Linked DNA regions of Rattus norvegicus: region 1 is linked to region 2. Evidence: chromatin contacts called from public Hi-C data. All regions are on one chromosome and are shown on one strand. The core of a region is the stretch at or near the end of the contact, and the rest is flanking DNA. Distances in the headings are between cores, read along the strand shown. Region 1 overlaps LOC134479044 (a long non-coding RNA gene). Region 2 holds the start of Igsf21 (immunoglobin superfamily, member 21).

Region 1 (7,094 bases), core at 1,359-3,858, 130 kb before region 2:
TTTTTTGAGAGTTGATTTCGTATCAAGCTGCTTTGCCGAAAGTGTACGTCCGCTGTGGGAGTTCGCGGGTGCCATGTTTAGGGTCGCTTATGTTTGCTGTCATACCATTGGCAAACAAAGATACTCAGAGTTCGTCCTTTCCAATTTGGATCCCCTTCAGTTGTCTTATCGCTCTGGCTAAGACTTCAAGCACTGTATTGAACAGGCATGGAGAGAGTGGACGACTTTGTCTTGTTCCTGATTTTAGTGGAATTGCTTTGAGTGTCTCTCCTTTTAATTCGACGTTGGCCATAAATTGCCCTAAGTACGTCTCTTGTATCTTCCCAGGACTTTCATCATGGAGGGGTTCAGAAAAATGTAAACACCAAGCAAGCCACAGAACCTTCGACTCATAATCTGTCCTGCCTGCAAGACACGCTGGGGCAATGACAGCATGGAGCGTGTGAGAGCAGTCAACCGAAGTCTGATTTGACTGAAAGAGATGGAGCCCATACCTAGCCTTGACTGGGTGTCCAAGAGCCAGACGCTGGATAGCCCAGAGACGTAGGCTAAAACCAAACCACTACTTCTCTAAAAAAATGTATCAATAAAATGACTCCTAGTAATATTGTGCTATACTTATAGATCAGCGCTGTGTCTAACTAGCATCAGAGAGGCTTCCAGCCGGACACGCACACACGCACGCATGCGCACACACAGAGTCCTTGGAACACACAGCTCTGAATGGGATGTCTCCATCAAATCCCTCCCCTCCAAGCTCAGGGAACCCCGTGGAAGAGGAGACAGAAAGAGTGTAAGAGCCGCAGGGGATGGGGGATACCGGAGAACACGGCCTTCAGAATCAACTGAGCAAGGCTCACATGAGCTCACAGAGACCGAAGCAGCAATCACTGGGAGGACACAGGGCTGCGTCAGGTACTCTGTGTATATATCAGAGCTTCCGGCTTAATATTTTCATGAGACTCCCGAGTGTGTGAACGGGCGGGACTTTGATTCTTGTGCCTGTTCTTGGGACTTTTCCGTCTATCAGGTTGCTTGGGCCAGCCTGGACGTGATGGCTTTTGTTTTATTTTACTATATTTAATTTTATAAAAATTAAATAAAGAAAGAAAATAAATAAAGAGGACCTGCATCCCGGACAGATAGTTCCGGCTCCCCTATTACATGGCATGGGAGCAAGGGCACCCCACCCAAGCCTAAATTGCTTATCACCCCACAAACTAAAGCCCAAGGATTGAGCTCAAAGTGTTCATTATCCCCAAGTCTGACTTGTCATGTTCTGTTTACTTAAGGGAACCAGAGAGAGGGACCTGGCCCCCCTCACTCGCTACACGCACACGAGATGGGAGAGAGGCAGCAGCGTCCACCTCCCTGCACTGGGACCCCTTTTCTCACCCACAAAGCAATCACATTTGCCCTTCTGAGACTGCCGGGTCTTTTCAGGCTGAGGGTCCCTGGTGGTCTGCTGGGTGTGGAAACCATAGATGGCAGGGGCCAGCAGATGGCACCCTCTGTCCTGTGTCTACCCCCGGGGTGAAGTTTTCCAGCTCAAGGCCTTCCTTGCATCTCTAGTAATGTCAGAGGGCATAGAATCCCTGACAGCAGGATGTACCTGCCTTCCCCTTTTCCCCTCCCCCTGAGAACCTGGATCTGCTCCCACTGCCATGACAGCTATTAGAGATGGTGCCTCTGACACAGATGTCTCCCTGCATTTTTGTCTGACCTGTCTAGTCCTTTGTCGCTGTCTGGTCCTCCTTACCCCAGCCTTTATATGCTTCAGGGTCTGGGGAGAAGCCCAATCCATCCCTGCTACCTACCACAGGACACTCTGGGCTTCTCCCATGCACATGGCAGAGGTCCCAGGACACAACCGAGCACCTACTGTGTGCTCCACAAGCACCTACTGTGTGCTGAATATACATTGTGGTATACAGATAGTGATAAGAAGTTGATGGACAGTTTTCAGAATTCCTCTGTGTGTGTGTGTGTGTGGGTATAGGTCAACCTTGGGTGTCACTCAGGAGTTGGGAGCTGTCTACCTTGCTTTTTGAGGCAGGATCTCTCACTGACTTTACCCTCAATGATTTAACCAGGCTGACTGGCCAGGCAGCCCTGGAGATCCACCTGCCTCTGCTTCCCCAGTACAGGGTTTGCAGGTGAAGGAAATGTGGGTTCTGGGGATGGAACTTGAATCCTACTTTATCAAAGAGGCTGCCTCCCTGATCTCTCCAACCTCTTTTGGGGACAGGTCCATGGTGCTCAGTCTGGTCTTGAACTTAAGAAACTCCGGCCTCAGCCTCCGGAGTAGTTGAGCCTGCAGGCGTACACCAAGTCCAACCTGTATTCCTACAAACCATGTCACTGGGAGGTGGCAGAGCAGCCTCAGAGACAGGCAGAGCAACTGGGTGCTGTGGGGGAGGGGCTCTGTGCACTCAGGGGTCAGCCATACTGGGTTCTGACGCTGACCCAATACATGACCTACAGTCATGCGATCTTGAACAAGGACTGACTTCGGTTTCCCCGTTTGAAAGCGTAGAGTTGGACTAGGTGCTCTCTGAGGCTCCTCCAGCTTCCTGGCATCCGTGAACATACTTTCTCCGGGATTAAGGCTTAACACAGCCCATGGATGTGTGGGCTGGTTTAGGTGCAAACAGAGTGGGCTATGTGTGGTGGGTGTCTTAGCGGCTCATCTGCTGCCAAGACGTTTGGAGGGCTAGTGCTTGGGTGACATGCCTTTCCTTTTGGGAGGAAGATGAGTTCTGAGGATGGTGAAACTGGTTTGCTTCCTCAGTCCAAAACCACCCTCTGTGAAAAGGTAGCGTCTGAGACCGGCTCTCGGGGAGACCTGGATTTGAATCCTGAAGCTGGGAGGCTCTGAGTTCACGCTCTGATTTTTCTCTGGGTGCCAAGTCCCTCTCTTGTCCGGGCCTCCCACGCACAGGCTGTCGGAGTGTTTTCTGGAAGAGGTGGGCTCTCGTCCAGCACCAGCTGTGCCAAGTGGGCAGGTTCTGAGGAGATCCCGAAGGCCGGCACTGAGGAAATATCACCAAATCTCGCTCCTTCGAGGAGCCCAGCTCTGCAGCAGCCTTGCGTCCTTTGGGGTGGTGAACAGCAGCAGCGGCTGTATTAACAACTCCATCTGAGCATGCGCCAGATGCGACCTCCTAACCCTCTGCCCTCAAGGTCTCTGTTTTTATGGACTTCACCGAAACACTGAGAGTCGCCTGTTGGACCATCAGTCCTGAAGACCTCGACAGTGGGCAATCGTCTCAGAACTGCTGGGTGGCCAAGCTTCAAGGACGCTGCGTGCCCCGGTGTACAAAAGCCCAAGGTCTTCAGTGGGCATCGGGCCTCCGCAGGCTTCACCCACCCCCGCTGGCCCTGTGAGCTCAGCTTTTCACTCTATTTGAAAAAAATTAATTGTATTTATTTATTTTATGTGCTAGTGGCCAGAGGACAACTCACAGGATTCCATTTTCTCTTTCCACTATATGGGTTCCTGGAATTGAATACAGGTTGTCTGGCTTGACCTGGCCGCAAGCCCCTTTGCCTGCCGAGCCATCTTGCCCATCTTTTGCTGTTTGCCCCACTTCTCTAGTACTTTCCTGTCACCTGGCCTACTTGGTTGCTATCAGGGTTTATTCACAGAGGTGGTTCACAGTGGTGTCTGCACTGCTCTGCTCCCAGCACCCAGAGCGGTCGCTGCGTGTAGCAGTTGCTCAGTAAACACCCATAGAACGAATGAAGTGTGAATAAATGAATGATGTGGAGTGAGAGCATTTGCTCAGGCTCAGTCTTTCAAGGTAATGCCTTGTTCACACGGCAGCAGACAGCAGACACAGAATCGAGCCAGAACAGGAGAGATCTTAGCTCCCAGCTCTAGGATGTCCCCAAGCTGATCTGGAGGGAGCAGGGCTAAGGTTTAAATGTGTCTACTTCCCTGTCCCATGAGACCAGACTCCTAGGTAATTTGACAGAGGCTCCCGGAGCAGGAGAGCACTCAGATCCTCACAATAGAGGCTTCAGAGAGCATTTGACTCATACATGTCCACTGCCTTCTGCAGGGCCAGGCTCAGGAGTGAAGAGACATGGAGGTGAAGTTCTGTGTGGCAAGCAGGGACCCCTGCCCAGCAGGCTTTCTGTCTGGGACCCCAGAACCTTGGGAGAATTCATTTGGGTTCTTTATAGATGGCCGAGCCTTGTGTAGCAGGAGTGGGCTCTGAGGAGTTGTTTTCATGTGCCAGGCCCTGGGACTGTGGTGCTGAGAGGAACCCATGTTTGTCACGTGTGAGGTCCTCATGCCTTTGAGAAGCTGGTGATTGCATGAATGCGCACGCGTGTGAGCACACACTTGTGCATGTGTGCGTGTGTGTGCACGTGTGTGTGTTCATGCATGCATGTACGTGTGTCTGTATGTACGGTGTGCATGCATGTGCATATATGTGCATGCGCACTGTGCGTTTGTCCACACACATATGTATGGGGGCTTGAAGGTGACCTTGGCCGCCACTCTTCAGGAGTCATGCCCTTGTACTTTGAGGCAGTGTGTGTCACTGCCTGGGGACGGAGAATTAGGCTAGGTTGAGTGGGTAGTGAGCTCCAGGGAGTCTCCTGTCTTCTCCCCAGTGTGGGGATTGCAAGCTCGTGCCCATGCTTGGCTTTTGCCTGAGTGCTGGGGACCCACTCAGGTCCTCTCCCTGCCAGGCAAGTGGCAAGCCTTGTCCCAGCCTCGTGGTGACTTTTAGAGAGTAACAGCCTTAGGCCCTTGGCTTTCTGACCCCATGTCCTTGTACAAGCTGGCTGTGCCTTGTTAGGGCTCCCCACCCCAGACTTTATCCTTCATTGTGGAAAAGAGATTTTTGTCCCTGATGACATAAACTTTCCGGAGGCCACTGGGGACCAGATGAGGACACGGAGCTACAGGCCTGGGAAAGTCTCCTCCCAGCTGCTTCTGCATGGGGGCTGGTTTTTCTCCATTGGAGTCGAGCTGGGCGTGCAAGGAGCTGATCTGCTGTGAGTGGCAAGAGCCAGGCAGAGAGCCAGCTCCTCCGGAAGAGAGTTCTGCATCGTTGGGGAGTCAGGATGGGATGTGGTACTGATGCGGGGTGTGAGAAGATGCTGAAGGCTCCTGTCCATCAGACATGGACCTGCTGAAGGGGGAGGGGTGTGGGGGCCCAGAATGGCAGGAGTCGCCAAGGTGCTTTCCAGACACCAGCCTTGGGGTCTCTCCAGTGAACAAGGAAGGTCACCAACTGCTGCAGACTGGATCTTCAGTGTTCTGGAAGAAACTGTTCCAAAGTGAAGGATTTGGCTGATGAGAGATGTCTGAGGGAGGTCAGGAGGTTGGCTTAATAGGACAACTGGTCACTGTTCCTACAGAGCGCCACCAAAAAAGCAGGGAGGATTCTAGCCAGACACTAGGAGGAACATCCAGGCAGAGCGCTTGTCTAAAACAGCAAACTATACAGTCAAAGAGGAGAGCAGATGCTTGCATAGGAATTGACGTTTCTAAATTCTGAGCAAGTCTGTGTCTAAAGAGGCACACAGTGAAAGTGTTGACTGCTCACACTGTCACAAAGGGACAAAAGCAATTTCAGAACCCTAGAAGTCAGGTAGCCACAGCAGGCGCCTGGAGGTGGTGGTCTCCACACTGGGCCTTGGGACTCCAGAGAAAGAGAGTAGTGTGGACAATGTTCCCAATACCTTGGACTCCAGGCTCTGGCTGAGGTAGCACTAGCTTGCAGGCAGAGGCTATAACTTCCACAACAGACATCTGGCAAGGAGAACCACCTGGCCCGAGCCTGCCACTCACCATAGTCTGTTCTCGAAGGATGCTCTCTAAACCATCTTGGATCCCATGCCACCATGGGATCGACCACGGACTTGGGCAGAGTTGAGGATGTTGCATGTGTATGTGCATTTGGAGGCCAGAGGATGACGGACACTGGCTTCTTTGAGGCAGGGCCTCTCAGTGAATGGGAAGTTCCCTATTGTGGTCAAGTGGCTCCAGAGTCTGCTGTGCCCTGTCCCCCCATACCCCACCACACACACGGACACACACATACACCATGCAGACAGCACATACACAGGAGTGAGGCAGAGGTGACTATGAACAGGTAATAACTGGTCAGTTAGCATGCACACACACTTGCTCGCAGAATGAGCACACACATGGCTGCACACAGGGACACAGATGCACGTGCAAACACACACAGGCACATAATCAAGTGTGCTATGGTGCCTGGCTCTTGCATGGGTGCTGGGATTCGAACTCTGGTCCTTATACTTGTAGTGCAGGCACTTTCCCCACAGCGGTCTCCAGGACCTCCCTCCATCTGAAGAATCCCAGGGGTAGATGCTGGGGTTTGCAACCAGCAGCAGGCTCCACCTCTTCTTTGCCTGAGGCTCAGAGAGGGTGACAGCAGATCCATCATGCACAGCCCAGCTTGAGTCCCGATGCTGAGCGCTCCCCGCTCCTGGCTTCCCCATCTCCATTCTCCCTGACACTTGGGAAGTTCATTATTTCCCCGACTGGCTTTTCTGGCACGACTCAAATTAATTTTCCATCTCTCCCCTCCCCCAAGCCTCGCAGTCATTAAATGCCAGGGAAAGTTAAACAAACAGCTGATTTACAGAGCGTTTTTTTTTCAACCTTTTTTTCCTTTTTTTTTTTTTCCAAAAGCAGTGGCTTCTATTAATCAGCCGAGCCTAGAGAGGTCTGATTAAGCAGTTGGGCACCCATCCCAAGAGCTGGGTCAGAGCTTGCCGCAGGCCCCAAATCAGGGATTGAGAGAGTGGAGCACCCTACGGTTCCCTCTTCAAAGAGGTCTGGGTGGCTTCCCCCCACAGAGGGATGAAGCAGGATGCCTGGACCGCTCCTGGGGTCTGATCTGGGCGAAGTTTTCAAATAGCTTCAGGCCAGCTTTCTATCGCAACACAGAGAGGGGGAGAGACTTGCCCTGAACTGCACAGCAAGACCAGAGGCCTGCCAGGGTTGGAGCTCTGACCTTCACGTTCTAAGTCAATGCTTCAACGCATTGAACAACCAAGGAAAGCAGACAGGCTGGCACTGAGACAGCCACCCCCAGAGCCGG
Region 2 (6,975 bases), core at 1,101-3,600:
TAGCCCCTTCAAGGAAAACCGACTCTGCACCTGAGAGGGCTCTTTGGTGAGCCGGGCTGGTCTTCACAATCCTGGATCTCTGAGAAGGTTCATGGCTACAGCTGGCCTCTGAGCACCCACCGAAGACCAGCTTGGTCTCAGAGCTGATTAACAAACCAACTAGTGATCTAATCTCATTCAGCCTTTCATTCATTCTTCCGCCCATCCAATACTCAGTGAAGACCTACTATGTGCTATGGGGGCGACCAGTACTTTTTACACAGGGTAATGTTCGAGGATAGTGTGGATAGTGAAGGTGGGTCCGTTGAGGTATAAAAACTCCAGGCCCAAGATTCTCAGCTGTGAAAACAAACTTCCTTGGTTTCGAACTTCTTTTCTCCTTTCCACTCTCTCCACTGACACCATTCCTAGAAGGCTCCACAGAGGCAACACCCAGCTGGTTAAGGGTGAGGCTGTTGGGTAGGTAGCGCCACAACGCAGGCAGAGGCAACAGGCGCTACCTGCTCCTTTCAGCTCTTCCCCCAAGGACAGTGCTGGGTGGGTGCGGCCAGGAAGCCACGCCCACTTAGCCTCCACCTGAAGGCAACTGGACTCCAAGAGCACGAAAGGGCACACAGCAATGCATGCATTTCCTGTAAGCCTAGCCCAGTACAAGGGGGGCATCTGGGCTTGGAGCTCCTCAGTCAGAGGGCTTAGAATCCTGGATAGCTTTTTCCTGAGCCAGAAGCAGAGGTGGGAGGGAGAGATTGGCAGGAATAGACGGGCAAGGGTTGTGCTCTTCCCGTGACTGGCTTGGGGGGGGGGGGTGACCAAAGAAGATTTGGGGGGAAGATGTCCTTAAGCTCACCCTCAGCAGCTTGGGGAAGATGAGACTTGGAGGAGGAGCAAAAGGGAGCGAAGAACAGCCAGGGAAAGGATAAAGGCTCAAGGCTCCAGTGTTCAAGCCAGATCCAGCCCAATCAGGCTAGCAACCAATTAGTCTGATTCAAAAAAAAAAAAAAAATACCCACGTAGGGACAAACTGTAATCAAACACCTATTTATAAGGGTTTATTACGATCATTATTATTATTTTACTGAGAGGATCATTCTAAAGCCTGTCAGGTGAACGTATTCGCTCAGATCTAAATAAATGCAAATCGCTCTTCCCCTGGAGCTGGGAGGCTGGGCACGCCTGAGCTGCAGCTAGCTGCTTTGAAAGGCCGAGTGCCACCAAGGCTGTAGAGGGTAAAGGAGGGGAGTGGGTCACTCCGTGGGGTATCCTGGCACAAGTCTCTCCCAGCAGCACCTGCCAAGCCATTACTCACTACCCACCCCTCTCACACGGAGTGGAGCGAGTGAGCCTGGCAATGTACCCATTGCCCATCTGAATAAACTGAGCAACAAGGACGCAGCAGCTTAGTGAAGCTGGGTGAGCTGGGACTTCTTGGGAGAGTGTAGCATCAGATCTGGGTCCTGGTTTGGGGGCTCAGATTCACTCACTGGTTCTGTTGTTCATTCTGGACCTTGTCAGTCTAACTTCTGGTCCCTTGTGTAGCTCCACCACCACCAGCAGCAGCAGCAGCCCCCCCACCCCGACTCCAAGAGCTAGGAGCACCTGCCTCCTCCTCACGTGGGAGATCCCAGAGTCCAGGGTCAATGCTGTGTGTGTGTGTGTGTGTGTGTGTGTGTGTGTGTGTGTGTGTGCATCAAAGCAATGATCTGACACAAGTTTCAACCCACCCCGATTCTTAGGTGGAGGAGCTCAGGTGTCAGGCCTGATTTAAAAAAAAAAAAAGGTGACATCTTGGTCTCTGACCGAAGAAAAAGTCCATCCCTCCCTTGCCGGGTCCTGCATGCACGCACAATGCAGCTGTACTGCGCGGGGTGCGGGGTGGAGAGTAGCCTTCATTTATGGAACACTAAAGCCCTGAAGCCCCTAAGGAAGACGTTCATAGGTGTCAAAGCCAGCCCTGAGGACCTACATCCCTCCGGGCAAAGCACCTCTCTCCTGGAGGGAGGAAGGGTGCTAGCATTCACCAAGCCGAGGAAAGGGGCGTCCAGGGACACTGCCAGGTGGAAGGGGGGGTGTGATTCGGGTGGAGCGAAGCTTGGTGTGTGTGTATGAGAGGATGCGGCTCACAAGCAAGCAGTTGTGATGCGATGGAAGGGGGGGGGCAGAGGGTAGAAGCCGAGGGGGAGGGGGCGAGTTCTCCTCTCTGCAATAAATCGGCTTAGCGGACGAGAGCCGAACAGCCCAGAACGGATTAAAGAAAAGTCTGTAGAATACGGCAGCGAGCGCGGTGCGGGGGGCGGGGGGACGGGGGCGGGGCGGCAGGGAAGGAGGGAGAGGAGGGGGCTCGAGAAGAGCGAGCGCGGGGCAGAGCGCGGCGGCGCGGGCAGAGCTTCGGCTCCAAACTCCGCCGCTGCCGCCACGGATCCGACTCCGGCCGCCGTGGGCGCCAGGAGCAGCCGACCAGCCGAGAGCAGCTGCGCTCCCCAGCCAGGTCCTGTGCAGCCCAGAGCAGCCAGTGTGTCTGGTGCAGCCCGGAGCATCCTAGTACAGCTCAGAGTAGCCTGGTGGTGTATCCCGGAGCATCCCGGTACAGCCCAGAGCAGCCCCGGGTAGCCTGGCGGCCCGACCACGGTAGCATGAGGACGTCCCCGCGGCGCCCCTCGCTGCCCGTCACCGCCACGGCCGGCGGCCCGGGTCATAAGCGCTTCTGAGCCCATGGCGAGGGGACCCACCGTCGCCACCGCGATCGCCGCCGCCGCCGCCGCCGCCGCCGCCGCCTCGGCCAGCGCCGTCAGCTCCTGGGCACCATGCGAGCTGCTCCAAGCCTCCGCCGCGCCTCCTGCCTGCTGCTCGCCGCGATCCTGGACCTGGCGCGCGGTGAGTGTGCGGTCGCCTGCGGGAGCCCGGGGCCGGGGGACGCGCGCAGGGACCGAGAAGGGCGCGAGCCCCGGTGGCTCTGGGAGTCTCAGGCACAGTTCAGGAGGGTTTCCGTGCAGCGAAGCTTGGCAGGAGAAGATAGCTCTTTTGGAGAAAGCCCTCGTGGGTCTGTGCCAGTGTGTGTGTGTGTGTGTGTGTGTGTGTGTGTGTGTGTGTGTGTCTTTGTTGGGTCTGTGAGTGTCCGAGAATCAGCTGTGTGTGGAGAGGGCACGGGAGTACATGTAGATGTGGTTGTGTGATGGTGTGTGGGGTCTGTATGTGTGAGAGGTAACATCGAGTCCAGATCAGTTACATGGAAGGGTGAGAGAGAAAGTCTGAGTGTTTGGGGGTGTGAACTCCTTCATGAGGGTAAGTGTGTGAGCGACGCTGCATGTGTGAGCCTGTTAAGGAAGTCTGAGGTGTGGCAGTTCACGCCGATCCCGGTTTGCTTGCTGTTCTCTAGAGGGCTGTGTGACAGTCGGTGACTGTATTTCTGTTATATCTGCGCAGGAGTGTACCTACCTACACGTGGAAGCACGGTACTTCAGGTCCTGTAAGCTTTTGGTCTGGGAGCAGGTGCAGATCAAGGGAACTTGAGTGTCTGGTGGGCAGGGAACTGTGATCACATCTGGGGCTGGAGGGGGTCCAACAGCATGGCTCGCGTCTGTGTGTGTGTGTGTCCTGCATAGGCTTGGTCATGGGCTAGGCTGGACCACATGGAAGGAAACTGAAGCTCAAAGGGTTGCCCAGAGCCAGCAGTGCGGGGCAGTTCTAGTGTGCCTGGTTGGGGCTGCCTGGGGGGAAGGGGCATCCTGCCCACCGCCGCCCTCTGGTGGGCCTTAAATGCTGTGGAAGTCGAACTTGACGCCCCAGTGCTTTCCCGGCAGGGAACAGGGGACAGATGCCAGCCCAGCGGGGCGGAGGCAGGGCCAACAGAGTCATAGGTGGGGATTCCAGACCGCCCGCATTGGCCAGAGGGGGCGGGGGCCTCCTTCTCCAGGTCAAGTCACAACCGACCAAGGGTGTTGAAATGAGAGCAGGGCTACCCTGGGAGGTGGGACAGTGTGAAAAAGTAGACATTGTCTCCATTGGAGCCTTGGGTTCCGTCCCATTTAGGCCGTGGTGGAGGGTCAATTCTTGCCCTGCATGCTGAGGAAAAACCTATATGAGCTCTGAGATTGTTCTCCAAAGGGTGTGCCTCTAAAATAACCCACACTCTTCAACCCCCTGCGTCTTTGAAGAGAGCTTGGTCCGCTGATCGGAGAATTTGAGCCTAGGGAGGTGGTCCTTTGGCAATGGGGGAGGGGCTGATGTGACCCAAAAGCATGCCAGGCAGGTACTTTGTCCCTCCTACCCTCTCTGGGTGAAAATACTTTTTGAAGTATATCAAATCTCGCTGTAACTTTGGGGACAAGAGTTCCCCCTTTGAGATGGATGCCTCTAGAGGGAAAGATTCTAAGTGGGAGGATCCGGGTTCCAGCGCCACCGAGAAGTCGCTAGGCTTTGTGGAAATACACTGGAGCCCTCACCTGGACACTGCAGGGAGCAGGATTGGGGGTTGGGGACCGAACGGGAAGCACCCCTTCTCTCAACATGGGATGCGCATGGTGTAAAGAAGCGGGGGAGGGGAGGGGAAGAACCGGGTGGGAAACCCCCGACTGCGTCAGGACCCCACCCTGCGAGCTCGTTTGTGGCTTGGCTGCGGAGAGCTATTCCGGCGCCCTGGAGCCTTGGCTCCGCTTGCTAGCCTCTGCAGGCTGCGGGGAACGCTTGCTCGGGGCGCCGGAGTGAACGCGTGGAACCAGGGCACGTGGGTGGCTTACACGCTGCCTCTCGGCTCCGCAAGCACAGATCTCGCACTCGAAACTTTGTGCTGGGCGCAGGGACCCCGAGGTTCCAAGGCTTCTCTTCTCTACAGAGGTGCGAAATCCTCAGGGTGGGATCCAGTTTCCCTTTCCAGGCCACCGTGCGAGGTGGAAGCAAGAGAGTCCTCGCGACGCGTGATCAGCGGGCTGGGCCGGATGAGGGCGCCCTTCCTGCAGGCCGCGGCGATGTCCGCGATCCGTGCACCTGGCTTAGCTTTGCGGAGCCAACCAGCCAGGGGGATGCCTGGGAAGAGATGGGAGGGTGGATTCAGGCATCGCACCCAGAAACACGCTGGCCTTCCCCGAGAGGGACACACAGTCACTGCGGCGGGAGGGGCACTGCCATTGTGGTGGCAGACCAAAAGAGATGTGTACCCTTTGCAACACTCTCGTACCCAACTCCCTACCACCAGACTCTTCCAAGAAAGCCTGTTTCTCTGGTCTCTGACATTTCCTTAGGGACTCCCTGAAGCACTCTGTACCGGGCAGTAGGAAACTGCACATTTGAACTTGCGCAGTGACCCTAAAGAGACAAAGTGCGCCAGGCTGAGGAGGTAGAGGGAGAGATGAGGCTCTTTGGACTTGCCTGGCTAAGCTCTGGAAAATTCTCCACTGAAAGCTGTGGGCTCTGGGAAGACCTAATTAGAACTAAAGGGTCCAGAGACCTAGCCTGTCAGAGACCGTGGGGGATTGAGGGGGCGGGGCAGTCCTGCAAGCTCCCATTCTGCAGCTGGGTGGTCTGAGGGCTGACGAGGGCAGACTAGGCTCACGACCATGGGGAGCTGCGGCTCTGCGAGCAGGTAGATGGGCTTCATAGATTATCTCCTTCTGCTGCTTTTTAAGCCCCGCCGCATGAGGACACTACACTCCTCTGTGCACCTCCTCGGCCCAGTGCTGGGGACTGAATAGGGCCTGGCTATCTTACCCTTCCACATTCCCGTGACCCCTCCCCTTTCCAAACCACGCCTCCTCACACCCAAGAACATGCTCCTGGGAGGTCGAACTTACATAATTGGGGGTTTTCAATTAGGGTTGGAGCGACTTTCGGACTTCCGGGACCATTGAACTTTGTGGCTTTCATCTCTACCCCTAAAAACCCAGGGCCTTGAGCAGGGAGCTATGCTGTTGCGCTGCCCTAGAGGTCAGTGCCCAGAGCTGGAATAGTCTTTGTTCAAGGTTGTTGGGTTTTATTTGGGGGGAGGGGGGCTTCTCCTCCGTAGCTCCCACTATATCGCTATGTCTTCATTCCCACTGCAAGATGACTTTACAAACCTATTGTTACAGATTAGGAAACAGAGGCTCCGCTCTTAAAGATCAGTCACAGACAGAAGCCAAGCTCCTTCTGTCTCCCTCATGGCCTTGCCTGGGGCTCTCTTTCCGTTCTTCCCCCTGGCAGCAGACTTCTAGGTGTGCTGGCCAAGGCTGCCAGGGGTCCTCTGAAGGATGTCTCTCGGTCCGGATACCCTGACAGGTACTTACAGCTCCATGGGAGGTGGATCCTTTGCCTCGTGGAGGAAGGAGCGGTGAACACCCTAGCTATGTGCTTTTTTTTTTTCTTTCACGGTTCCTTTAACAGTTATCCCGCCTCTGAGACATAAAATTAGTCCCGTTTTGCAGAGGAGGAAACTGAGATTCAGGGGAGTTAAGTGACTGCCAAAGTCACCCAGTCAGTAAGGGGAGAGCAGGGGACTAGCCCTGTGTTGTCTGCCTCCCAGCTCCCCGGGAAGACTGGCGCCCCCCACTCCTTTCCTTAGGCCCAGCCCTGAGGATGCTGAGGGATCCCGGTCTCAGTATGCACACTTCACCCTTCACCAAACTCAAGGTGAAAGGATTATTCAGTGTGTCGATCTGCACAGATGGGAGAGGGCGTGTCCCCAGTAGATGCTGTCATCATTAAGAAAATCGGTGGGCATCTGCTGGGGGGGGGCAGGGTATATCTGCAAAGAGAAGGGCCAACAGGCATGACCTCATCCCAATGTGAGTGTGTGTGTGTGTGTGTGTGTGTGTGTGTGTGTGTGTGTGTGTGTGTACATGTTCCTGAAGGGATGAATGCCTCTCTCATTCTTTTCCCTCCTCTCCCCCTCCTTTTTACTTCCCTTCCCCTTCCTCCCTTCTTTTCTTTCCCCTCCACTTCCTGCTTTTCTGTCCCCTCTCCTTCCTTCTTTTCTCTCCCCTCTCCTTCCTTCTTTTCCCTCCTCTC

Evidence for each region. Hi-C and Micro-C count contacts between places; a contact is called where the count stands out from the background.
Region 1: a contact with region 2 is called in a Hi-C map of prefrontal cortex, with 5 times the contacts expected there. The contact joins the enhancer-like site here to the promoter of Igsf21 in region 2. A contact is called at or near these places in 2 of 12 Hi-C or Micro-C datasets (frontal cortex and prefrontal cortex).

What each region holds. Positions count from the first base shown.
Region 1 is chr5:157,919,530-157,926,623 of GRCr8, reverse strand. LOC134479044 (a long non-coding RNA gene) reads left to right here. Exons shown (of 2, transcript XR_010052005.1): 2 at 328-623. Among named protein-coding and RNA genes, the nearest start is that of Igsf21, 130 kb to the right of the region's middle. Within about 2 kb of position 2,608, at least 6 of the 93 cell types and tissues checked have an H3K27ac peak or open chromatin away from gene starts, as enhancers often do. A contact at or near this core is called in prefrontal cortex, where this site is marked.
Region 2 is chr5:157,790,665-157,797,639 of GRCr8, reverse strand. It overlaps Igsf21 (immunoglobin superfamily, member 21), which reads left to right and starts at 2,350. Exons shown (of 10, transcript NM_001271454.2): 1 at 2,350-2,871. The coding sequence starts at 2,802.